Linked DNA regions of Mus musculus: all the other regions are linked to region 1. Evidence: chromatin contacts called from public HiChIP or PLAC-seq, Micro-C and promoter capture Hi-C data. All regions are on one chromosome and are shown on one strand. The core of a region is the stretch at or near the end of the contact, and the rest is flanking DNA. Distances in the headings are between cores, read along the strand shown.

Region 1 (3,474 bases), core at 251-2,750:
TCCAGGACAGCCAGGGCTACACAGAGAAACCCTGTCTCGGAAAACCAAACCAAACCAAAACAAAAAAGAAACCGAAATTCTCCTACACTGCACTTTGCAAGAATTAAAGGCTCCATTACGCATGCGCACGTTTCTCCTGGACTGTGGACTGGAAAGCTGCTTTCTCTCATCCTTAGGGCAGAGATGACTCCTCCCTTCCATGTTCTCTCTCCCCCTACCCCCTCCCACTGTATTTACTTCTGATATGCCTAACAACCTTGTGTCCATAATGGTCTCTCAGGTAATTGGGTTTGTTTGTTGGCATTTGAGACAGTGTCTCATGTAGCCCAGGGTGGCTTTGAACAACTTCTGGTCCTACAGAGATTATAGGTGTGTGCAGCCACACCTGGCTCAAGTAGCTACTTCTAAATGCTTTTCTTTTTTTTTCCGAGTTCAATTCCCAGCACCCATGCTAGGTGGCGCACAACCCCCCTGTAACTAACTTCAGAGTCCAATGCCCTCCTTCTGGCTTTCTGAGCTCTTAAAAGATCAAAACTGCCCCAAGGAACTCGATGCCTCTATCAGCAGGAAGTAGTCTACGGATATCGAAGCCCCCTTTTCCTCTAGCCTTCTTTCTCCTACCTAGTGTTGGGGGGTTGAGAGGGAGACAAGTGGTAGAAATAGGAACCCATAAAGTGGTCAAAAGTCTGGCTACAATGTTGTCTAAGTGGGACACAATGAAAAAACCGAAAAGGAAAGGCCACCCGAAGTAACAAGGGACCTCACAAGTTCAGCAAGGGTCCCTGGGCAGTTATCAGCCCTGAATATTTACAAACTCTAGTACAGCCTCGGGCTAATCTCAGTTCACTGTTTAGTAATGTGGGGAGCAGAATGGAAAAGACACCCCCATACACACACTACGGTCTTCCGAAACAGCCGCAGAGGACTAACAGAACTGTGTGCACGCCTGCTATCGGCTTCTACTAGGGTCTGGAACTTCAGGGGCAGCGATGAGAGTGAACATGCCCGGGGACTGGGGGCACTGTCATTTCCGAATCTCCGGCAGTAGGACAGACCCATCAAAATGCAAGCTGTGCCTGGAAAGCAAAAAGCTGCAACCCGCTGCAGAGCCCAGACAATCGAACGAAGAACAAGCCTGAACCGATCTGAATTAGGTTGGGAAAAACTGTGAGCACACCACCGCCGCCCAGAGCGCGACTTCCTCAGCTCCGCCCACGGGCGCCTCCTTCCCCAGCCCACGCTCGCCGCGGAGGGTCAGCTCCAGCCGGAGACCGGCGCTTCTGGCAAGCTCTCGGTCCGGAGCACTGGATCCACCGCGGTGAATCGGGTCGCAGGACTCCAAATCGCCTGCCCCGCCCCTCCCCGGTACTGGATGTGACGTCAACAAAGCGCTCCCAGTTCCGACCTTGCCCCGAGTCTCGGCGCCGATCTTTGACGTCATTGCCATGCGCCTTCCCCTCCCTACTCGCTGAGCGCCCCCTTACGTCATCTCTAGGCGCCTTCCCGCCCCTCAGGTGTTCAAGCTCCGGGCGCGCGAGGTTCTCGCTATTAGCCCGCGAGTGCCGCTTCCTCCACGCTCTCTGCAAACATGTTTCCGAGCGTCTCCTCTCCGCGAACCCCAGGGCCGGGGACCCGACGCGGTCCGCTAGTCGGGATCGGGCCCACGTCCACGCCTAGAGCGAGCAGGAGGGGTCTGTCTCTGGGATCTGCGGTTAACTCGCCCGTGCTGTTCTCGCCCGCAGGCCGGCGCAGCTCGGTGAGCTCACGGTAAGTGGGGGTTCGGGGACCAGCGGGGTCCGCTCCACAGCGGGGAGGTGGAGCCTGGCAGTGGGGTAAGCTGCCGCAGAGTTCGAAAGTACTTCTGGTCATTCTCGCGTTTTATTGTCGCTGCTTAATGGTGGCCCTCGTTTTGCCCGTTCTCTGTTTAACTCTTTATTGGACCCATGGATTCACTCTGTCTCCGCGCTACAGAAAAGAATGAAAGAACCTTTTGAGCACTACGCTTGCAAGGTAGGAACATACTTCAGATTATTGTAAAGATTAAAAAGTCATTTCTTTATTATGTTGACACAGGTCAGTGTCGGGCTGCTGTTTGTTTAAAGTTGTGGTTTGACTCTGTGGCGTTTGACACGAGTAACATTTGGTCTGGTGTAGTCTTTTTGTGATATAGTGTAGGAATGCAGCCTGGAACTCAGTCCTGTCCACTTTGGGACAGCCCATGCTACGTACCCTAGGCTGACTTTGCTCAATCCACTTTTAAGATTCTTCTATTTCAAGCATGCAGTAGCTTGTCTGGCTACCATCATTTTGTTTAACACTTCCAGCTTTAAGTCAGGATCTCAGCATCTCAGGATTCAGTACACCTATCTGAGTCATGGTAAGAGCCTACAAACCTGGCAAAAATGTTTTCTCAGTGCCTAGCAAATGCTTATTACTACATACTGATTGGCAGTTAAAGGACTTGGGCCACAAAATGTGATGGTTGTGACTAGGTTACATAAAAGCACTTTGTGTGTGTGTGTGTGTGTGTGTGTGTGTGTGAGAGAGAGAGAGAGAGAGCGTGCTTCACTAAAGATGCTGGTGTGCTGCCAAGTCCACATGTATAGTAGAATTGTTACCCTCCTCAATGTAATTAACACGAAAATTCAGAATTGGGTTACCTTTTTCTAGAAGAATTTCTTCTGTTCATCTTTCAAAAGTGAATTTCTGGGATGGAAAGATGGCTCTGGGGATAAGAGCACTTGCTTTTCGATATCTATCTATCTATCATACAATCATATATATATATATACACATATATACACACACACACATATATGTATATATGATGGGTTAAAAAGATAGTAAGATGCATATATGTTCTGATACATCATTTTTGCTCAAAACAAACAAAAAAACCAGTAAATTAATCTCAAAAGTACCTGACAACTATTGCCTTAAAATTATTTTAAAAGGTATTGCTGGACATGGTAGTACACAACTTAAAATCCTAGCACATGGAAAGCTAAGGTAGGAGGACCCTGGATCAGAGCTAGTCTTGGCTATATAGTTCCAAAGCAACCAGAGACACACAGTGATGTGTGTGTGTGTGTGTGTGTGTGTGTGTGTGTGTATGTTTGTGTGTATGTTTGTGTGTGTGTGTGTGTGTGTGTGTGTATCTTAAGTGAATTTTTTTCTGCATGAAAACAGGAAATACTGAGTCTAACAGAGACTTATGATTAAAATGTATGAACCTACAAGTCTTGTGATAATTCAGAGAGTAACTGTGATGCTGAGAGCACACGTGGGACCCTTGTTTTTGTTTGCTTGTTTTTTGAGACAGGGTTCTGGAACTTACTGTGTAGACCAGGCTAACCTCAGGCAGATATCACAGAGATCTGCCTCCTCTCTGTGCCTGGCTTTCACTTTATTGTTTAAGAAGAACCCTTCACAGTACTGACCTCAGAGGCAGAGGTGTACTCACTTCTAATTTCT
Region 2 (3,474 bases), core at 811-3,310, 1.0 Mb before region 1:
CCAGACGCACTGTGGATTGTACATGCCCACATTATGTACACATACACCCTAAACCAATAAGCTGTAATAAAAAAAATTAGAGTCCTTTGACTATGTGGGCAATTTTAATAAGTACAAGCAAGTAAATGTAAAAGAATTGTAACAAATTCCCTGCTTGTTGCTTCCTGCCAAGACAAGTTCCTTTTACAAACAGTTAAAAAAAAAAAAAGTGTATGTACTCTAGCAAAAAAGAGGCCGAAGAACTATCTGATTCTACTTATATCTACTTACTTGTGTGGGGGGGGAGGTTGTGGGGGGAGGTTCCTGGGGATCAAGGTTAGGACTCTAGGCTTCCAGCAAAGAGCTAAATGAGCCACAGGCCCAGCCTGCTTCCTGCATTCAATGTATGCATTTCAGAAAAATATTTTCTTTGGTCCCGGGAAATGAACTGAGGGCTTTGCATACAGCAAGCAAGCACTGTACCCCTGAACTACACCCCCAGATCAAAATGGCTTTGTATTTTTGCACTGGGAAGGAGCTCATGTAGTCAGGGGTGGCCTCTGTGTAAGCAAAGATGAACTCAGTCTCCATCTCCCAAGAGCTGGCACTACAGACGTGTGCTACCACCATGTTCAGCTTCAAGATTATTCTCAAAGTGTATGCGTGTAAATGTTGTCGCTCTTACATTTCGGAGTTGTTTGCTTGCAACTTCATTCAAATGGCAGAGCTAACAATTCCCGTTTCTGTGTTCCCCCTGGCATCCAAACAGCAATTTTAAATTCTCGGCTGTCTGTCCCAATGGCTACACTCAAGTATACGACCGTGTGTGTACATTATGACAAATGTTTGCACCTAGGGAGGTCCTTCTGTTTTGGAGGCTGTATGACCATGTCGAACTCCGTAGCCCTGGCTGTCCCAGAACCCACCACATAGAGCAGGTTGGTCCTCAACCTGTACAGCTCTTGCTTCCCTCTCTGCAGCTCCAAATATACCCGTCATTCTCCTTGCCCCGGCCCCACTAGTTACTTACTACAAATCACACGTGGAACCGACAGTCTCTGGTTTGTTTCTCTGAGCTGTGTGTGCAAGTGCGTTTGATCCTGGAACTCACTTTGTAGCCCAGGCTGGCCCCAATCTCACAATGATCTTCCTGCCTCTGAGTGCCAGCATTAAAGCCGTTTACCACCGTGCCAAGCTCTATGAGGTTTGAAGGTTTCATAAAAACAAAGAAACAGCAACTAGTGTGTTCGTCTCAATTTACAACACTGAAATCAAACAAAATGCAGATAACTGAGTTGGCAAAGAGGGCTCACGCTAATCACCTTACCACTGACCAGAAGAGGTAGGAGAATCTACTTCCGAGGACTACCGGGCTGCGTCTCAAGACAACAAAGAAAGCCCGTAATAATCCTCATAATTCTGCAGACACTATTGGCAGATTCTAATGTGAGACTTTAACTCCCTGTGCAGCTTCGTTCACGGACTATGCTCTTGAGAGCTTCAGGCCTGAATGCGGATCTGGAACCGAGCCCTGATTACCTTACTTAACCCAGAGGTCTCGAACCGGAACCGGGAGAAATCTCAAGAGTTTAAGGACCGCAGAAAAGCAAAAACAAAGCAAAGCCAGAACCAGGCCCGGCGACTGCAGGAGCCGGTCCCGGAGCAGGCTGCCCGGGGGGCCTTTGTTGTGCCCTCCGCGGCCTCCGGGGAGCAGCAGACCGGGAGCGCGCAGCGGCCGTCCCGGAGCTTGGAGCGGCCCAGCGGCCGTCTGAGCTTCCGTTTCCTCCTCCGCGGGACCGAGGTGGCCGAGGCAGCCCCGGAGCGCTGCCGGCGGGCCCGGACAGGCAGGTGGAGCTGCGCGCGCGCAGGCCGGCGACGCGCGCCCCGGGCGGAGCCGCGAGGAGGAGGGGAGGGCGGAGGAAGCGGCGCGCCCGCCCGCTAGGCCCGGCCCGCCGCGTGCGCGCGGCCCCCGCCCTCTCCGCCCGCGCGCCGGGTCGCCGGGGCCGTGGTGTACGTGCAGCGCGCGCGGAGCGAGTGGCGCCCGCAGGCCCGCGCCCTGCCCGCCCGCCCCGACGCAGCCGGCTGGGCCCGCCCGCCCAGGGCGCTGTGCGCCGCGCAGGCCGCGCTCTCTCCGGCGCGATGCGGCGCTAGGCGGCCCCGGGCAAGGCAGGCGAGGCCAGGGCGCGCGCGGCCTCCCGCAGCGGGCGGCGGCCCCGGGCGGGCGCCCCGACGGCCCCGCCGCCGCCCCGCTCCCGGCCCGCGGCCCGCCCTGCCGCGGCCATGGCCAGTGACAGCGGCGGGCCCGGCGTGCTGAGCGCCAGCGAGCGCGACCGGCAGTACTGCGAGCTGTGCGGGAAGATGGAGAACCTGCTGCGCTGCGGCCGCTGCCGCAGCTCCTTCTACTGCTGCAAAGAGCACCAGCGCCAGGACTGGAAGAAGCACAAGCTGGTGTGCCAGGGCGGCGAGGCCCCCCGCGCGCAGCCCGCGCCGGCGCAGCCCCGCGTCGCGCCCCCGCCCGGTGGGGCCCCCGGAGCCGCGCGCGCCGGCGGGGCGGCCCGGCGCGGGGACAGCGCGGCGGCCTCGCGCGTACCGGGCCCGGAGGACGCGGCGCAGGCCCGGAGCGGCCCCGGCCCAGCAGAGCCCGGCTCCGAGGATCCTCCGCTTAGCCGGTCTCCGGGCCCCGAGCGCGCCAGCCTGTGCCCAGCGGGTGGCGGCCCCGGGGAGGCGCTGAGTCCCGGTGGAGGGCTGCGGCCCAACGGGCAGACCAAGCCGTTGCCCGCGTTGAAGCTGGCTCTGGAGTACATCGTGCCGTGCATGAACAAGCACGGCATCTGCGTGGTGGACGACTTCCTGGGCAGGGAGACCGGGCAGCAGATCGGCGATGAGGTGCGCGCCCTGCACGACACCGGCAAGTTCACGGACGGGCAGCTGGTCAGCCAGAAGAGTGACTCTTCCAAGGACATCCGGGGGGACCAGATCACCTGGATCGAGGGCAAAGAGCCCGGCTGCGAAACCATCGGCCTGCTCATGAGCAGCATGGACGACCTGATCCGCCACTGCAGCGGGAAGCTGGGCAACTACAGGATAAACGGCCGAACGAAAGTAAGTGGCTGGGGCTCTTGCGACCGGAGGAGGGTCTGTGAGGACCACCCCCCGCCCCCGCAGACCCGGGGCCCGGCGCTCTGTCTTAGCGTGGCTCCTTTTGTCCTTGTACTGTCTGCCACAGTGCACAGTGCAGAGCCTGCCGGAGCCCTGGTCACTCGTGGGGGTCGTTGGGGTACCAGCTACACCGGGTCTGGGTGATGCATCTTATCTTGCCTGTGTGCCTGAGCTAGTTAAAAGCCCCGCGGTTTTTAGCGCGCACCCGGCTCTGATTGAGAGCCAGACACTGTGTTTAGCTAGGACTCTGTCAGCTGCCCCCAGAAAGGTTCATTTAAAAGCCTGTGGTCGGAAAACTCCCTGTATTCAGGAAAAGCTTGGCGGCCTGCTCCCCTC
Region 3 (3,474 bases), core at 693-3,192, 910 kb before region 1:
GTTCATGACCAGTCACCTTACTTATTCACAGAAAGCTGATAACAATTTCATCATAAAAAAAAAAAAAAACCAACTCCTTTCATAAACACGTACAAGGAAAGTTCCAATCAACGCACAAACCCACTTAAAGGCCAAGAAGCTGGAGTTAGAGCTATCAGAACACTCTTCTTTTCCAATGTGCCTGCTTTAGAATAACAGGCTAAAGATGGTGAAGTCAATGACAGAGGTTCCAGCCATAGGCTTTAAGGCTACAGTTCAGATTAATCATAAATCTAAATTTTTTTATGGAACTTAAGAAGTTTGCCCACATTCCAAAAGTAGTTGTGCTAACCAAACCAAACCAAAAGCTGGGCAGTGGTAGTGTATGCCTTTAATCCCAGTACTTTGGAGGCAGAGGCAGAGGCAGGGGCAGGCGATTTCCGAGTTCGAGGCCAGCCTGGTCTACAGAGTGAGTTCCAGGACAGCCAGGGCTACACAGAGAAACCCTGTCTCAAAAAACCAAAAAGAAAAAAAAAAAAAAGAAAGAAAGAAAAGGAAAGGAAAGGAAAGGAAAGGAAAGGAAAGAAAAGAAAATGGTGTTAACTACTGGCATAGCATGGAAATACCCTTTGAAAGGCACTTTTGTCAAGAGTGGTGGTGTAGACTATAATCCTAGCTCTCTGGAGGTGAGGGCATGAGGAATGCAAGATCCAGAAAGCCTGGGGCTTCACAGCTAGTGCCAAAGCCAGAGAACAAACCAAGAAAATCTTGTTTCAAAAATAATTAATTAAGATTTTTTTTAACTCTCCCCCGAGGATGGAGAGATGGCACAAGGGTTAAGGGTCATTCCTTCAGCAACCACATTGGGGCAGCTCACAATCTGTAACTCAATTCCCAGAGCTGGCCTCTGATGCACCAGACACCTCGTGGTGCACATACACACATGCAGGTACACTCATACACATAAAAATAAGCAAATTCTCACCCCACCCCACCCGTAATTGTGCAAACCCACGGAGTGAAAGCACACGAAGTCTCCACCTTGATAATTGCTCGTGAATATTGTAAGTGACCAACACTCTGTTGGAAACCAAACGGGGCAAACCACCAGTTAAAACTAGAAGAGGAAGGAAGTGGGGGGCGGAAGGGGGTAGTGTAGAAGGTAAGTTGGACAGAAAACAGTGGCAATGGGTATCCTACTCAGAAACTTGTGCAAACATAACGAATAGAAGACAGTAATTTCCTGAGGTTCCAAGTAAGAGTTAAAAAAAAAAACTCTACGCGCATATTGTAGCCGAATATTTTTCTCTCTCAGGAATACTTAAGGTAGAGGGCTGGGGAGAAGGCGGGAGGTGGAGACCCAAAAGTCTTCTCGGGCTAGGTCAGGACTAAGATTACTACTCAACAGGCAGAACTCTAATGCTCCCCTCATGTTGTGTGCGGGGGCTCCCGGCCTGACGGGGAGAAGGGACAGAGGGACCGCCATCGATACAAACTTGTAAAAGCAGACGCGTTAACCGAGGCGCAGACACATGGTTGCCGTGGATACCAAGCCACGTACCCAACTGGGTTAGGACCCGCTCTTTAAGACAAGCAAGGGTCGTGGGCTGGGGACATAGGGATCGGGGAGGGACTGTCCTTCCCGCGACGTTGCCCTGGGCCTTGGTCCTCCCAGGCGCCTACCGCATAGAGGAGCACACTGCTAGGGCTGGCCGAGCCGACCGAGAATCGGGAGCTGGAGGAGCTAGGAACGTCCATGGCGCGGCTGCCGTCCCTGGCGGGGCCTGGGCTGGTCTGCTACACGGCTGTAGTGCAGCCGCTGGGGGCGGTTCTTTCGCACGGGGCGGCTCCCGTCTGCCCAGGACAGTGGCACTCCGTACGGCCACTGCACGGGACCCCGGGCACCGCCATCTTAACCAGGCCCGAGGCCGCGCAGGGACCGTGACGCACGCGCAGAAGCCGCGCCGGAAGCGGAAGTGGTGGGCACTGGGCGGGATCTGGGGGGGTCTCCGTGCTGATTCCCATGGCGGCGGAGCACGATTCGGACTCCGTTGAGCCTCCTGGTTCGGAGGCACTCCTGGACGCCGTTCTGCGGACCCTCTACGACCTGGGTGAGCGTAGCTCCTGGGAGGAGGCGGCCAAAGACAGTGAAACGCATCCCGAGGCGGCGGGACCACGGCCCACGTGGTCTCCTGGAGCCATGTCCGCAAGCGCTACCCTCTCCGGGACCTTCTCCCCCACTTGTTGGCCGACCTTTTGCTCTCCTTCTCACTGTGCAGGAAAATAAAATCAGAGATGGTTACTAAAGGCAGGCCACTCGCAGAAGGACAGGCACTGGCAGGCAGAAGAGCTCACGTTGATTGCCTGACTTTTAGAACCAGACACGTAACAAACGCTGTATTGTTTTTATTTTGGAGCGGTTGCTCAAAATTCCAAGCTCACTTACACGATTAAAAAGCAAAAGCAAGCTGAGAACTTGGAAGAACGTACCAGGTGTACATGTACATGCATTTTTGTGTGTTTCCCTCATTAACTGTCAGAGCAACCCATATATGTACACACATCTTCATAAAGGTCCTCCTTAAGAGCTCGAGTCTCAAGGTCTAGGGCCTGATGTCACATTCTGCGCTGTGTTAGGTTCTTTGTGTCCACCGACAACACTTGGCCTCCGACTTTCACAAGTTTGTTTGTTTGGGTTTTTTTTTTTTTTTTCTTTTTGGTTTTTCAAGACAGGGTTTCTCTGTGTAGCCCTGGCTGTCCTGGAACTCACTCTGTAGACCAGGCTGGCCTCGAACTCAGAAATCCGCCTGCCTCTGTCTCCCAAGTGCTGGGATTAAAGTCGTGCGCCGCCGCCACCACCACCACCTGGCTGACTTTCACAAGTTTTAAGACTAATTTTTAAAATCCTAGATACAGTTGATATTCACACATGCAGGAATTCATTACGGTAGTTACTTCCCAGCTACCTGGACTTTACCTATTCATTTTTATATCTATACTGGCAGAGTTACATTGGCCACAAGTACACAGCTAGTATTCAGAAAGCTCCTGGGCCCATACTGTAGGTCAGTACTGAGGCTTAGACGCCTGATTGAAATTTCAGATCACTGTTGAGAGTCTGAGCAGAAGAAACAAACTGAAGATGAGAAATAGAGTAGAAAGTAAAGGTATTCAAATTAAAGCAATTAAAGTTTAGCTGGATTCCCTTTAAATCCAAAACCGAAGGAAAACAAGAAGAACCCGGACATGTACCTGTAACCCTGCAGTGTGGTAAAAAGACATGCTAGTATAGAGGCAAATGCTTTTAACATGGTCCTGGGAACTATGACGTTGATGGCACCGGGTGTGAGGACTAGCGTAATTGTATTACTAAGGGTCAGAGGTGTATGCAGCTATCTGGGAAGGAAGGCAGGATTTTGATTTCTGAAAGTGTTGCCTGTGTTTGTGGTTTCCGGTTACTTTATTTATTTATGTATGTGCGGGTGTGTGTCAACC
Region 4 (3,474 bases), core at 299-2,798, 840 kb before region 1:
GTCGCATTGCTCGCAGAGAGTGGCTGCCGGCTCCGGTGGGGTGCGGTCGCACAGCTGGCAGATGGCCACCGCCGGGGCTGCAGCCGCCCCCGGAACAACCCCACGGCCCTGCTGGTACCGCTGCACAATGCCCTCCAGTAGCCGGTTGCGCTGGAAGCCTCGCAGGCCGCGGTGATCCAAGGAGGCGCTGCGGTGGCACTGCGGGCAGGTGATGGAGCTGGAGGACGAGCAGAGCGAGGAGCAGGCGGCGCCTCGGGCCGCGGCGGCCGAAGAGCCCGGGGGCGCAGGCACCATGGGCAGCACGCGGACTCCATTGGGGGACTTGAGGCTGGGGGTGTAGGAGCCATAGCCGCTGTCAGTCTCGCTGTACAAGCTCAGCTTGTCCGCGTGGTCTCCGCCACCGGTCGCCCCGCCGCCTAGGCCTCCGGCTGTGTTAGCTCCCGCGCCTCCGCTGGTCGCGCCGGCGGCTGCGTCCTGATCCGGAGGGGTTGCGGCGGCGGCGGCACCTCGCGAAAGAAGGAGCGGCGGGGGCAGGTGCTGCTCGCCGTCCGGGGTCTGAACCGCGATAGTGCGGGCGCACGGCAAGCAGACATTGTGAGAGCAGGGCAGGATGATGGGTTCCCGGAACAGGGATCCGCACACTGGGCACTTCAGCTCCTCCTCCATCGCCGCGCCCGCGGCCAGAGCCGCTCGGGACCAGCCAAGAATGGTCAAGGCTCCGAAGACAAGCGCAGCTGGGCTGGCGATGTCAGCGCTCTTGAGTCAGGAGGCGGGGGTATTTCACGGGCATGCTGTCTTCACCCGAGGGTGGCACGCCCCCTCTCTGTCCTCAGGCCACCGCCCTAAGACGCTTGGCCGCCAGAGAAAGGAGGGGTCCTCACCTCCTGAAGGCGAGGCTCCCTCACCGGAGGCAGCCGTCTGAAGGTGGCGGGGAGCCCTCGCGGTGGCCTCCGAGGTTGTCCAGGTGTTGAATAGGCAGCAGTAGCGCCGTCCGGGGTACCTCGTGCCTCCACTCCACGAAGGACCAGTGACCCGCTGCTGTGAGCCAGCAAGGCTACTGAGCCCGACTCCGCAGCGCCGCTGCCCCGAGTCTTCTTTCTGCGAGCGCCCCGCCCCTACCCAGCTCTTGGCCAGTGCCCGAGTGGCGGGGCCAGGGCTGGTTCAGCACCACCAGACGGCGGACAGCGCCCGCGAGAGGATGGGCCCGGAGTCCGCGCCCGTCCCCCCTCCCGCGCGCATCCTCCGCCAGGCTGCTGTGCAGCCGCGGCCACCTCGGCATCCCCCGGCCCGGAGACCGTCGCCGTACCGCTGCTCGGGCCGCTGCTCTCTGAGCTGCCTCCTCGTAGGCCGGTATTGAGCAGCGTCCCAGGCTGGCCTCGCCGGCTCCGGTTCCTGCAGCGCCCCTGACCTTGGCCGCGCCACGCTGCAGCGGCGGGTGGGGGGCGAGCACCCGCTGGCTCGGGAATCCCCCTCCCGGCCCCACCGCCTCCCGCGCCCGCCCGCCCGCCGTGCCGCGCGCCCAGGAGTTGTAATTTCCAGAGCGAGAGTAACGGGGCGGGGGGCGGGGAGCCAGGCGTCAGCTCAGCGAATGAGGGCTCGCCTCTCGCGGCTGGCAGTCAGGGGCGGGTCGGAGGGCTTCGTGGGGAGGATCATTGTGGAGAACTGCTCCGTTACGGATGGAGACTGCACGGTGAATTAGCACGGCGCCCCGCCCAGCTTGCCAGAGCAACCCTGGCCAGCTCCCGCCCTGCCCACTCCTCGCCACCATGAAAGCGTAAACAGCGGTCCCTAAAAGGCCAGTCGCTTGAAAAAGGCCTCGCAACACAGCGCGACAGTCGGTTCCTAAATCTATTTCCTCCCCGCAAAAAGCTTTCAAGGCACAAAATGTCGGACAGCCTCGCGCCAAAGGGCGAGGTTTGATTTATGCATCTTTTTACAAGCCTTTTTTTTTTTTTTTTTTTGTCTCCTTGGTTCTACTGGGGCTAGTCGTGGAAGATGAGGGCCGGAGGACTTGGCGAGGACACGGTGAAGGTTGCCAAATACAACCTCCCCAGGCTGCTCGCGAGTGCGGAGAGGCGGGAGGCAGCGAGCAGGTGTTCTCTTTATGAATGGGAGCTTCCTGCAACGTCGCCGCCCGCGCGCCTGGCTGCCGTCTGCCCGCTGTTCTGCGCTGGGTAGTGCCGGCTGCCCAGAGAAAGGAAGTACGCGCTGGGCATAGAGCTAAGGGCGAGCCCTGGAAGGGAAGAGCGCGTGGAGCGAAATGCGCACCACGCGGCCCTCTCTTCCTGTGCGATTCAAGCTGGCTTGGAACAGACAAGGAAATTGTCGATTTAGAAAGGATGTGTCAGTCAGCGTGCTGGCTCGTGCTTGTAATTCTAGCACTTGGGAGGCCTAGGCAGAAGGATTGCTATGAGTTCAAGGCCAGCTTGGGCTACATAGTAATTTCCAAGCTAGTCTGGGTGTTACATAGTAAGACTCTGCTGAACTGAAACAAACAAAAAAAAAAAAACAGCAACCGTGGCGCAGACTCCTGCTGAAGGAATGCAGGGCCCCAGCCACTGTCAGCATTTGGAAAGATAGCAGGAGGAGAGAAATGAAGCCACAGACTAATGAGGCAGCTGCCTTGGCCTGGCTCTGTGCCTAAGGGATAGAACCTCTGGTGGAAGGGAGGTCACCAGGAAAGCCATTGCAAAGCACCCCAGTGAAGCCCATATCTTTACAGGACTTCCGGGGTCCTGCAGCTTGCTTCCACCTGTCCAGTCTGGAAAATACTATAACAATATATATATGTGTCCGTGCCAAATTGTTACAGTAAATGCTCTGGACTACTTTCTATGCATCTCAGTTCAGCTGAATGGCTTACAGAAGTCTGGCTCCATGTTTAAGGGTAGGCTCCTGCTAAACCGGACATCCCAATTAGCCCTGCTTCAGGAAGCAGTGCTGCACGGTGGGGGTGGGGGTGGGTATGGAGGCGGCAACTGTCCTAATCCACTCTCTGTAGATGAAGCTTCAGTCACCTGGTCCTGCCAGCAATACACTGAAAAAAAGAAATTCTTCAGAAAGTCACTATTGATCCTAAGGTCTAGGAGAGTCACAACTTGGGTTATTGAAAGCTCTTCAAGAAGCTGGAAGGTGGTGGTGCACGCCTTTAATCCAAGCACTCAGGAGTCAGAGGCAGGTGAATCTCTGAGTTAGAGGCCAGCCTGGTCTACAGAGCGAGTTCCAGGAGAACCAGGGTATACAGAGAAACCCTGTATCAATAAGTAAGTAAGTAAATAAATAAATAAATAAATAAATCCTTTCTGCTGAACCCAGCTACCCAGCTCAGTCTGCCCTGGGACCAACTGGAATTCATATCTCTTAAAAACCTCATGATTTTATAGTAAGCACAGTAAGTGACTCCTGTTTCTCTTTGTCTTTTTCAGACCTGGGTAGCCTACTTAGGCTTGGACAGGGTGGCACTTTTAGCCAAGC
Region 5 (3,474 bases), core at 335-2,834, 770 kb before region 1:
AAACTTAAAAAAAAAAAAAAAAAAGTCAATCTCTCTGTCAAAATGGAGGCATAGAGGCTAACATTTTTTCAATTACCTGTGAGTTAAGAGCAAGCACTCTTAGATGTCGAGCCCAGGACGGAGGCTCTTCCCAGATCCCCTTTTTCTGCACAGATGTGGAGGTTATATCTCTTCCCCCAAGCCCAGAGATGCACCATTAGTGCCAAGAGAAACTGTTAAAATGGCAAGTCCCTCTCTGTCTTTTAAAAGCTAGCTAAATCCCACTTCTGGACAGTATCCCAAATGTCAGGACAAGGAGGCAGACAAATTTGGAAGCAGGAGGGGAAAGACCAGCATCAGGAAACACAAAACTCCTCCTATTCCTTCGGTATCACTTATCAGCCAGATGTTCGTGCTGTAGATGCGACAGGACAAGAGCTCTCCTTCCCCAGAACTTCATGGGCTCCAAGAAGCTAATCACCTGGAGCCACTCACAATCCTCTAACCTCAGGGACCTGACAGTTTAGAAGGCTAAGACAGCATGCCATCTTGCCATCTGAAGACTGTTACAATGAGAGGCAGTGACCTCTACCCAAAGAACCTCCTTCTACTACCCTGTGTCCATCCATCCTCACATAGGGAGCACGCTGACTTCCTCCATCAGTGGACCTGATGAATCAGTGAGTCCTTTCCCACCAGAACTCTCTCCACTGCTTCCTCCTGCCTTCACTTAAGAGTATAAAGAGGAAACACACAGAGAGACATTCATTCTCTCCCTCCCTCTCTTTCTGTTCTGGACCTCCTGCCTCCATCTCCCAATTGCAGGGATTACAGGCGTGGTGCTGGAGCCGGAATCTAAGGCTGCCCTACATGGCGAGCAACATCCCCGGCCGTGGTAAATGCTTTCCATTTCGGTTAAATTGTTGTATTATTTACTATTAAATTGACAAGTACCCCGATAAGACACAGTTTTCTTCTAAGAACTCTCTACAGTACCAGACCTCAAATACTGCTTCCATCTCCTCAGGATCAACAAGAGAATGACACGCTTCCTGCTACAATTCCTATTTCCTTAGTGAATCACATCTCTCTCCATCACTCGTTTATTCGCTTGAGACACACACTCTCTCTCTCTCTCTCTCTCTCTCTCTCTCGCGGCAATCGAGGCTGGAGTCCAACTCGTGATTCTCCTCCTGCCTGGCATGCGAGTGGAGTGCTGGAGTCATAGAAATGCGCCACCACTCCTGGGTGCCACAAGTCTTAGAACATCTATGGCCTAGGCAGTCTTCAAGCACATCCTTGCTTTCTCTTTCACACCATCACAAGGACCACTCCTCCCCCACGTGCTCAAGCTCCCAGGCCTCGCCCCGGACCACAGCAAGTTCGGATCCGCCTTCCTAGCCGCGCCCCGCCCCCCGGCGCGCTCACGCAGATGGTTATCTTGAGCACGCCGTGGCTGTAGTCCCGGTACAGCTCCTGAGCCTCTCGGTTGCACTCGATACAACGATACAGGCAAGAGGAAGAAGTCGCCGCTGCGCCTTCCGTGCCTTTCCCGGACCGCGTCCCCCTACGCCCGCCGGTCCCCATGGCCACTCTAGGGCTCCTGCTTCCGGCCGCTGGCGGAAGACGCCTGGACTGGCCTTGGGAGGGGCACCCAAGGGCTTACTGGGACTTGTAGTCCAAGCGCTGAATGAGTGCTTGAGGCTAACAGGGCGAGGACTACAACTCCCAGCGGGTACTGCGGCTGCGCGCCGCGCCCACCTGCCCGCGGCGGGCAGAGCAGGGCCGCGCCTGCGCCGTGCGGGAAGATGGCACCTGCCGGCTGCGGCTGCGGCTGCTCGGGCAGCTTGGGTGCTGCGGTGGTGCGGCCGCTGCTCCTGCTGCTGGGGGCGCTGGCCTGCGCGCGGGCCACCGAGCACTACTCTCCGCTGTCCTTGCTGAAGCAGGAGCTTCAGCACCGGCAGCAGCAGGAGGCCCCGGCGGGCGGCGGCTGTCCGCAGTCGGGGGACTGGGCGGACCAGTACCCGGAGTGCGGTGAGTGGGCCGAGCCGCCCTCTCCCTGGGCCGCCCCTGCCCAGCGTGGAAGCATCTGGGAAGTGGGGGCACCGGGGATGGGCTCAGGTGGGCGGCGGGGATAAGGACCTGCCTGGAGGGTGCCTGCTGGCGTGCACGGGCCAGGAAGTCAGACTTCTTTCTGCTTGCTCCGGTAGGTGATTTGCCCGATCCCCACCTCAGGAATCCAATCTTGAGAGGTGCAAGCAGGTTGGATTTGCGGGGTGACATGAGCACTGACCCGTGCTCCTCAGATGTACCCCCAACGGTAGAGAGAGAGCTTCAGGCCTGATTCCTGCGTGCATTCCAGCTGCTCAGGCTCATTCATTGGTCAGGCTCTGGGCAAAATGCACATGCTCTTTCTGTTTTGAGTTGTACAGTGGGCGTTTTTACCCATCAGTACCCTCTCCACTCTCCCTTCCCCTCAGTGGGTGTCCCTCCGACTTGCCGTGGGGAAGGTCTGGGTCTTCTATACCTAGTAGCAGCTGGCTGATAATGCCTTTTAAAACATCCCACCAATGTTCAGCACCATATGCCTACCCAAACACTACCTAGTTTCTTAGCTGAGATGCAGTCTCAAGATTAGTGCAATCTGACTTCCTTTGAGCACCATCTGACTTCTTGGAATGGCTTTTGGACTTATTTTGTGTCTTGGCTTTGCCTCCCAACACTGTTGCAGCTGATGTGGCCAGCATTCCTTAGTGAATCGAATGACCATTGTTAATGTCACCTCCTGATTCAGGGCAGGGGGTTACCTGTCTGTGAACTTGTCTGTAAATAGGAGACTCCGTTTACTTGACTATGAGGTTTTGTTTTTGAGAAAGGGTCTCTCTGAGCCCAGGCTGGCCTTGAACTTGCATTTACCACGATCCTTCTCTACAAACCCTCCAAGTTGGGCTTACAAGTGTGAGCTTCCATGCTCAACTTTACAGACAGATTTTGTCTTAACCACCAAAGGCTCTTAGTAGGAAATGCCTCTCTTCTGTTTGTCCCAATCCTGGACGATTACATGGAAGTTGGACTCTGTGACGCTTACCTCAGGCACCTGTCCTAGACTGTGGGGACAAATTCAGGACAGGCAAGTAAGCGTGTCATAGCCGAGGGGCTATTCTCATCAGTATTTACAGCCCCCATACCACCAACACAATGGTCTGCTCTAGATATCCAGAACCTCTCAGGTCTCACAAATCAGACAGGTCTGACCTCACCACGAGGGCACCTTTGGAATACCGTGGTCACTTTCTTACCTGCCCACGTCAAGCCAGACTCTAGACTTGGGGCAAAGAGCTGCAGCGTTATTCTCAGGTGCCAGTTGCTGAGGGGTAGATGCCTGCTTGGGTCTCAGTGTGCAGCTTACTTGCTCAGGCTCAGTCTCACACTGCAGCACCCCCTATGGTGGAGGAGAAAATGGTTCCAGTGAGAGCAAGTGGATCAGGCTGGAGG
Region 6 (3,474 bases), core at 581-3,080, 750 kb before region 1:
TCCCAAGTATTCCAGGCTGTCTTTGAACTTGTAATGTAACCAAGATTGACCCTGATCCATCTCCCTGCACCTCCAAGTGCCTCGCCATGCCTGACTTCCATCTGAAAGGCTTCCTTACTCAGAATCTACATTTTTCTTCTGAACCCCACCTTTGTCACATGGACCCCCTCCAGTCTCCCAGCTCCACGTACCCTTCCAGTTAGTTCACGAGTTCAAACTCCACACACCCGCTCCCTACCCACACCATCACCAGCTCTGCTGCCGCCGAGGTCCGGATCCCTCTGCCTGTGTGCTCTGTCTAGCCACACGCAAGGATTCTCCTTTGCCAGGGACGTTTGGGATTGTTTTCTGGCTAATTTTGCTATTAATTCCAGTTGCACCCCGGAACAATATGGTCCCTTCCTTACCCATTCTTCTTACCTCCACCACCAAGCCCTGCACGCATGGAAGCTACTGTTCTGCCTCTCAGCCTGCCTGCCCTCTGCCTGGGTGCTGATCTGGGCCCTTTCCCACCCCCCACCTCCTCCACTGGCATCAGCTGGACAGGCAGCTCTCTCCTCCATTGGGGATCTGCCTGTACTCTGTCTGCTCACTCACTTTGCTCCTGTGTATGTGTGTGATCCCTTGGCAAGAATCCTTCTCCTTCCGTGTTGGCTTTGCTTGCTCTTCCTAACACACAGCAGGAGTGCTGCAGCTATGCATGGTCCACTAGTGTGAAGTCTGACTCACCAAGAATAGGCTCCAAGTTGACAGAGTGGCTGCTGCCCACACAGCACACTGTAGTGGAGGAAGAGAAACCATGCTTCACTCCGAGGTTCTGGAGAGAGTCAGGAAAGGTCCTGGCATGAAAGACCTCTTTGGGGACGGGGGACTGGGAGCATACAGTGTCACTCTTGGCCAGACTAGTTTCTGGGAAATGGCTGGGAAGTAGTTCTGGTTTTCTGAGCATGGAGTGGAAGTGTGGAAGGGAGAAGGGACAGGGTGAGCAATGAGGTCAGAGAGAGGCCTCAGTTTCTGTGGGGCTCCACAGCGTGGCCTCGCTGCTGTAGCTCTCAGTGACCGAGCACGTGCAGACAGCACGGGTGTCTGACCCACTGATTCTTCCCTGGGCCCCACATGTGATGTGCACACGTATGTCTGCATGCGCATACATGTGTTACATACTGTGGTGGGCTCTCATGCATCCTGGTGGCAGTGTGAAGTACAATATTGTAGGGTTGGGTGACAGCACAGGTGAGTGGGACACCCAGACATCTGGGCACAGAGAAGAATGTAGAAGACAGGGGGGCAGCTTTAGAAACCCGGTGAACAAAGCATAAAGACGAGCCAGACGGATTCTTCAAGAGGAGGCATGGTGGTCATTGTGTGTGTGTGGTATGGTGTGGGGTGTGTGTGTGTGTGTGTGTGTGTGTGTGTGTGTCGCTGAGAGCCAGCTTCAGCATCAGGTGAAGTTGGTCACATCTATAGAATAACTGTTTTCCGCCTGTTTCTGACTCCGTTTATGGTCACCTACAGTAAACTGTTCATTGCAGAAGAGCTGTTTGTTTGGTACATTTGAGCCATACCAAATCTGAGCCCAAGTGCAAGGAGCCCAGGGCTCCTGTGAGACCGAGGTGAGCAGTGTCCAGACCCTCTCCAGGCCAGACTGTTGTTCTGTTCTCACGTCACCTCTGGACTGAAATCTCTGCTGACACGGGCAGGCAGTTTTCCTTTTGGTCCTCTGGCCTTTCTCCTCCTCCCGCACCACGGCAGTTCCCTTCCACACCTGTGTGCCCTCAGCAGCGCCCGCTCTTCCTTCCTGTTTGAGCGTGGGGTTCATTATTCACAGGAAAGGCGTGGCTCTTCTTGGTTTCCTGTAGTATGTCTTGCTTACAATGTGTCTTCTGTTTGTGGATGACTACACAGGTGTTTGTTTTAAATAACCAGAAGGAACACATGCTCTCAGGAACATGGGGTCATGTGTGGCTTTCACCTCTGTCACAAGTGTCTCTGCTATTCTGCAGTTTCTCCTGTGCACACAGTGCCTGTAGTCACCTCCTAGGGACATCGATTGCTCTAAGATGTCATCAGAACCTGCACTCCCCTGTGACCCTGTCACTTGGCCTTCTTCCTCCTTAGCAGATACACAATCTTCATGTAGGTGCACAGTGATTACAGACAACAGGTTAAGAAGCCAGGAGGGACCCAAGCAGGTTTCTGCCACAGGAGTTCACCAGAGTCTGGCCTGTTCTTGTTGCCTCTCTCTGCAGATCTTTTGGGTTGCCATTGTTTTGGGGTAGGTCCTTACCATAAAGCCCAGGTTAGCCTCAAACTCACTCTTCTCCTGCCTGTCCTCCCTACTGCTCGGATCACAGGCCTGACTTTGTTGTGTCTCCAGTGGCCTCAGGAGAAACCAGCAGGACAGTTATTGGGGTTGAGTTTCTGTGACTTTATGCATAGTGTGGCAGCTTGCTGTCTCCGCCCCAGGACCACAGGTCCTCATCCTGTGTAAGCAGCTCTAAGAATTGAGTGCATGGTGTCTTCCCCTTCACTTGTCTGCATTTACCAGCACAGGTGTGGACGTGCTCTTGTTAGTAGTGTGGGTAGACATAGGCCTCGGGTCAAAGGCTGAGCAGTGTAGTCCCCTGTGACGAGCCCAGCCCAGGGTGGTTCTGTGCAGCTCTTCAAGTTGAACCAGGACCTTGTAGCAAAGCATCCAGAAAGGAGATGGCTGAGGCAGAGGCTCAGTGTAAGCTGGTATTCCTTCCACCCACCCAGAGGAGAGATCACACCTCTAGCGTGGCGGCAGGGCCTCTGTGGAGGGACTGCAGGTAGTAGTGGAAAAATTGGAGAGATATGAGTCAGATATCTTATTCCCATGACTCCTCAGCACATTCTGGAGTGCATTGCTGCCCTCCCTGTGGCTGAGAGGACTCTGCCTCATCAGGCTAAGCCATGGCAGCCCAGATTCACCCGCTCCCACCTCCCCGATCCCTGAGCTCCCAGGTCCTCTGTGCGATGTGGTTGCTGCTGTGCCAGTCACAGAGAGGCTGAGGAGGCCGAGTGTGCAGTGAGATAGCTCGGCAGTGCTAGGTCCCTCCCCTCTTTCCTTCAGGGCAGTTAAGTCTTCCTGAGCACATTTCCTCATGACAGGTTTCAGGTCTGGGACTCCAGCGTCACCAAGGGTCACAGTAGCGTAAAGATACAGAGCTGCCTCTTGAAGTATTAATTAGCTTTAAGCAGAAACTGACTCTTGTTTTGTTTTGTTTCTAGTTTTTGACGTGTTTCTGTTTTGGTCTGACTAGGAGGAGCCTGATCTGGTTAGTGCAATTTATGGCCGAGGGATAGCCTATGGAAAGAAGGGACTACATGTGAGTATGTACTAGTCACGCTTGCCACCTCGCCCACATGGCTTGCCGCACCCAAGCCTTTGTCTGAACTGCTTCTCATTCAGTCAGCTCTGCCAGGGCACAGATGGCAAAGAAGGGTGATCAC
Region 7 (3,474 bases), core at 512-3,011, 710 kb before region 1:
GTACCTGATAACAGTCTTGGTGGTTGTACTGGCTGGCTCTATGTGTCAACTTGACACAAGCTAGAGTCATCAGAGTCAGAGGAGCCCTGTTTGAGGGAATGCCTCCATGAGAACCAGCTATGAGGCATTTTCTCAATTAGTGATCAAGGCGGGGAGAGCCCAGCCCATGGTGGGTGGTGCCATCCCTGGGCTGGTGGTCCTGGGTTCTATAAGAAAGCAAGCTGAGCAAGCCAGGGGAAGCAAGCCAGTAAGCAGCACCCCAACATGGCCTCTGCATCAGCTCCTGCCTCCAAGTTCCTGCCCTGTGGGAGTTCCTATCCTGACTTCCTTTGGTGATGAACAGCGATTGGGAAGTGTAAACTGAATGAACCCTCTACTCCACAACTTGCTTTTTGCTCATGGTGTTTTGTTGTAGCAATGGAAACCATAACTAAGACAGTGGTGATATATTTTATTAGAGCCTGACACATTTGTGACATTCCATTTATATCAGGGAATTCAAGTTATTTCTGCACTTGCCTTTAGTGTTAGACAAGGGCTACTTTAGAGACAACTAAGCCACGGTTGGTATTTAGTTGCTTTTCAGAATAGGACACCATGCTTACCTGAGACCTGTTAGTCTTGTGAAAATCAGGGAGTGGGATGGGGCCACAAACATCCCACAGCCCTGTCTTAAACTTTAATCGTGTGGTCTCAGCAGCAAGCCTGACCCCTTTGGGGATACATCTGCTTCCCTGTGGGAACTTTCCATCCTCTTCAGTTTGTTTGTAGTCAGCAAACCTCCCGGAGTTCTTATGATTTCTGAGATTCCAGGATTAGCTTGGCCATTTTTGGAAGTTTAAGCTTTTGGGTTGTCCCCTCACTTAAACTGATGGAATACAGGCTCCTTACGCTGACCAGCGTCTGCTGCTGACTAGAGTTCTTTAATTCCTGCTTAGGATTTTTTTTTAAAGAGTGATTTTTAAAGACAGAGTCCTGAGATTTAATAGACTGGTGTGTGTGTGTCTGTGTGTGTGTGTGTGTGTGTGTGTGTGTGTGTGTGTGTGTACTGCTGCCTCACAGTGGCAAGCATCAGAAAGCAAGGGCTTTGAGGGTTTGAAGAGGCCTTGGTGTGTAGCTCTTCTGAGAGGGGGTACTTCGCTCACACTGCATGCTTTTAGCAGGGGTCTTTCTTTCTGTGGGGATAATGGTACCATATAACCCAGGTTGGCCTTGAATTTGCCGTGAGTCTCCCGCCTAGGCCAAAACAGTGCTAGTATCCCACGCTGATGCTTCCATGCCAGGCTTAGAAGAAGTTCCACGGGCGGGAATCCAACCTCCTGGTTGACAACTGGTGGGTCAGTGCCCTAGCCTAGCCCCCGGCTCAGTGTGGTGGATCGCCCAGCGAACAGAGCGCAAACCTGAAAAAGCAATGAATGCCTGAGAGCGCAAAGGAGAGAGGATGATTGAAAGCCAGGTTGGGCACGTGCAGGAGGAAGTTTCCTTTGTCATCAGTGCCACGTGGCGCCATGGCGGTCTTCGCCCTGAGTTAACCCCTGTGGTCATCTCCAATCTCGGCGGCGCTTGTATGGGGGACTCTGTAGCAGCCCCAGAGATGCCCTAGGGTCCCGGAAAGCGTCCTATGGAGGAGAAATTGAAGGGCCATAACAGGAGGAGCTCGGGGGCGGGGCTCCAGTGGGGGCGGGGCTCCAGATGGAGGCGGGGCTTCAAGTGCCGACCGGGCTCAGGGACGATTAGTGGTCCCGACCGGTACCAGATGGGGCGTAGGCGGCCCGTACGAAGGGTGTCCCGGGAAGGTCTGGGGGCGGTGCTCAGCCAGGGGCGGAGGAGGAGGGCTCAGCGGGTGGGGTAGGGACGGCGCTCCGGGAGGAGACGGAGGCGGAGCCCCGGGGCGGGGCGCGGGCGGACCGGGAGGCGGCGCTCCGACCGGGACGCGCGGGCCGGGTATGGCGTCGATGGCGGCGGCGATCGCGGCCTCGCGTTCGGCCGTCATGAGCGGGAACCGGCCGCTGGACGACCGGGAGCGGAAGCGCTTCACCTACTTCTCATCGCTGAGCCCCATGGCCAGGAAGATCATGCAGGACAAGGAGAAGATCCGGGAGAAGTACGGGCCCGAGTGGGCGCGGCTGCCGCCCGCGCAGCAGGACGAAATCATCGACCGCTGCCTGGTGGGGCCTCGCGCCCCGGCGGCCGCCGCCGATGCGGGGGACGTGCGGGACCCGGCGCGCTTCCCTGGCCTGCGCGGGCCCACGGGCCAGAAGCTGGTGCGCTTCGGCGACGAGGTGGGTGCGGCGGGACGGGCCACCCAGGGCGGAGTGGCCGGCGAGGGGGAGTTCAGAAATCTCCCGGAGAAGGGACCTTTAAAGACAAAGTGGGAACAGTAGAGAGGAAACCAGCGAGCCTGGATGAGTGTACGACGTACAGCCTCAGTTTTCTGATGTGAAACAGGAAAAATGTCTATAGTTCCTGATCACTCAGTGGCCGGCATGTGTTAAGTATAAGGACCTCAGTGGGGAAGGTGGGACTGCCAGGCACCGCTGCCCTGGGGTACGTCCCTGGTAGACTACAATGGAGAGAGTGTGTTTGGGTTTGACATGTGAGCCCCGGTTCCCACCCAAACACAGAGTAAGTTTAGATGCCTCCAGCAAGCCTGATTATCTAGCCTGGGCTCTAGACACTGGGGGAAGAGAAAATAACTACTTAGAATTGCTCCCGGCTGACCTTGCTCTTGAGGCCCAGGAGTCTGCACTATTCAGAAACCTGGTGGTTTACCAAGAGATGGTTTCCCTGAAGCCCTTTGTGCCACCAGAGTATGGACTTGGTACCTCAGGGACTCAACTTTGTTTTGGAGGACAAAATCGGTAGCAGCTAGAGTTCTGAACGTCCATTTAGGTGGAGGCAGGGAGGAGAAGCTAGGAGAGTTTTGTTGTTGTTGTTGCTGCTGTTGTTTTTCTGTTGGAGAAGTTGTGCCAGGCGGAGGGAATACCAGTTAAGGATGAGATTTCAATCAGGTTTTTTCAGGCCAGGTATCCGTCAGTGTTTGTTACTACAGAACGCTTGTGGTCACGAACCCACTTTCCTGCCAGGGAATTGTGAAGGCAGAGAGCTAGCTATCCGCCAACACTGCCTTCTGCTCCCCATCCCATTTGAAACTCTTGTGGGCTTTGCCAGGAAAAACAAGGGTGTGGTGGGAGATGAAAATATAAGTCTTAAAATATATTCCTGGAGCTGAGGCATTTCATTGTGAAAAATATGCACCTCCATAAAGACGTGGACGGAGTTCGTGCTTGGATCCGGGTGATGAGTAGGCAGGCAGTTCCTCTTTGGCAGTGTCTTAGGTAAATAAATCTGAGAGGAAGCCGCCCTGTCCGCACTTAACAGATGCTGGAGACTGGATGTCACTGGATGTCACTCGCCCTGAGTATATCAAAAAGCCAAGCCATGTTGGAGCCAGGGTCATTGATAAGGAGAGAT

What was found. Promoter capture Hi-C pulls out the DNA fragments that hold promoters and counts their contacts. Hi-C and Micro-C count contacts between places; a contact is called where the count stands out from the background. HiChIP or PLAC-seq counts read pairs in DNA pulled down with a chosen protein or histone mark. Capture Hi-C pulls out chosen DNA fragments and counts their contacts.
Region 2: a Micro-C map of embryonic stem cells shows a contact between it and region 1, with 3 times the contacts expected there. The contact joins the promoter of Egln1 here to the promoter of Nup133 in region 1. A contact is called at or near these places in 1 of 39 promoter capture datasets (liver), 1 of 484 Hi-C or Micro-C datasets (embryonic stem cells) and 1 of 115 datasets of contacts at active chromatin or transcription factors (astrocytes).
Region 3: a contact with region 1 is called in a Micro-C map of embryonic stem cells, with 5 times the contacts expected there. The contact joins the promoter of Gnpat here to the promoter of Nup133 in region 1. A contact is called at or near these places in 2 of 39 promoter capture datasets (both in liver), 1 of 484 Hi-C or Micro-C datasets (embryonic stem cells), 1 of 115 datasets of contacts at active chromatin or transcription factors (astrocytes) and 1 of 9 other capture datasets (adipose tissue).
Region 4: a promoter capture Hi-C map of liver shows a contact between it and region 1, with 2.1 times the contacts expected there. The contact joins the promoter of Trim67 here to the promoter of Nup133 in region 1. A contact is called at or near these places in 1 of 39 promoter capture datasets (liver), 1 of 484 Hi-C or Micro-C datasets (embryonic stem cells) and 1 of 115 datasets of contacts at active chromatin or transcription factors (stem cell-derived neural progenitor cells).
Region 5: an H3K4me3 HiChIP or PLAC-seq map of bone marrow-derived macrophages shows a contact between it and region 1, with 5 times the contacts expected there. The contact joins the promoter of Arv1 here to the promoter of Nup133 in region 1. A contact is called at or near these places in 5 of 39 promoter capture datasets (the 3T3-L1 cell line, cranial neural crest, liver and 1 more), 2 of 484 Hi-C or Micro-C datasets (bone marrow-derived macrophages and embryonic stem cells), 9 of 115 datasets of contacts at active chromatin or transcription factors (the NIH/3T3 cell line, astrocytes, bone marrow-derived macrophages and 6 more) and 2 of 9 other capture datasets (embryonic stem cells and liver).
Region 6: an H3K27ac HiChIP or PLAC-seq map of large pre-B cells shows a contact between it and region 1, with 4 times the contacts expected there. The contact joins the enhancer-like site here to the promoter of Nup133 in region 1. A contact is called at or near these places in 1 of 39 promoter capture datasets (cranial neural crest), 4 of 115 datasets of contacts at active chromatin or transcription factors (bone marrow-derived macrophages, embryonic forebrain, embryonic hindbrain and 1 more) and 1 of 9 other capture datasets (embryonic stem cells).
Region 7: a contact with region 1 is called in a promoter capture Hi-C map of adipose tissue, with 4 times the contacts expected there. The contact joins the promoter of 2310022B05Rik here to the promoter of Nup133 in region 1. A contact is called at or near these places in 4 of 39 promoter capture datasets (cranial neural crest, frontonasal cranial neural crest, hippocampal neurons and 1 more), 5 of 115 datasets of contacts at active chromatin or transcription factors (astrocytes, embryonic stem cells, memory CD8 T cells and 2 more) and 1 of 9 other capture datasets (adipose tissue).

Annotation. Positions count from the first base shown.
Region 1 is chr8:123,947,291-123,950,764 of GRCm38.p6, reverse strand. It overlaps Nup133 (nucleoporin 133), which reads left to right and starts at 1,500. Exons shown (of 26, transcript NM_172288.2): 1 at 1,500-1,767. The coding sequence starts at 1,589.
Region 2 is chr8:124,947,840-124,951,313 of GRCm38.p6, reverse strand. Egln1 (egl-9 family hypoxia-inducible factor 1) reads left to right here and starts at 2,060. Exons shown (of 5, transcript NM_053207.2): 1 at 2,060-3,081. The coding sequence starts at 2,260. Gm46060 (a long non-coding RNA gene) reads left to right here and starts at 3,089. Exons shown (of 2, transcript XR_001778719.2): 1 at 3,089-3,474.
Region 3 is chr8:124,861,501-124,864,974 of GRCm38.p6, reverse strand. Gnpat (glyceronephosphate O-acyltransferase) reads right to left here and starts at 1,942. Exons shown (of 16, transcript NM_010322.3): 1 at 1,663-1,942. The coding sequence starts at 1,737. 2810004N23Rik (RIKEN cDNA 2810004N23 gene) reads left to right here and starts at 1,946. Exons shown (of 7, transcript NM_025615.2): 1 at 1,946-2,090. The coding sequence starts at 2,003.
Region 4 is chr8:124,791,093-124,794,566 of GRCm38.p6, reverse strand. Trim67 (tripartite motif-containing 67) reads right to left here and starts at 1,548. Exons shown (of 10, transcript NM_198632.2): 1 at 1-1,548. The coding sequence starts at 666. It overlaps Gm46059 (a long non-coding RNA gene), which reads left to right and starts at 2,180. Exons shown (of 3, transcript XR_001778718.2): 1 at 2,180-3,263; 2 at 3,426-3,474.
Region 5 is chr8:124,720,276-124,723,749 of GRCm38.p6, reverse strand. Arv1 (ARV1 homolog, fatty acid homeostasis modulator) reads right to left here and starts at 1,584. Exons shown (of 6, transcript NM_001368372.1): 1 at 1,408-1,584. The coding sequence starts at 1,566. It overlaps Ttc13 (tetratricopeptide repeat domain 13), which reads left to right and starts at 1,778. Exons shown (of 23, transcript NM_001373939.1): 1 at 1,778-2,013. The coding sequence starts at 1,788.
Region 6 is chr8:124,699,532-124,703,005 of GRCm38.p6, reverse strand. It overlaps Ttc13 (tetratricopeptide repeat domain 13), which reads left to right. Exons shown (of 23, transcript NM_001373939.1): 5 at 3,285-3,350. Among named protein-coding and RNA genes, the nearest start is that of Gm30273, 8.7 kb to the right of the region's middle. Within about 2 kb of position 1,830, at least 94 of the 459 cell types and tissues checked have an H3K27ac peak or open chromatin away from gene starts, as enhancers often do.
Region 7 is chr8:124,661,656-124,665,129 of GRCm38.p6, reverse strand. 2310022B05Rik (RIKEN cDNA 2310022B05 gene) reads left to right here and starts at 1,761. Exons shown (of 4, transcript NM_175149.4): 1 at 1,761-2,282. The coding sequence starts at 1,947.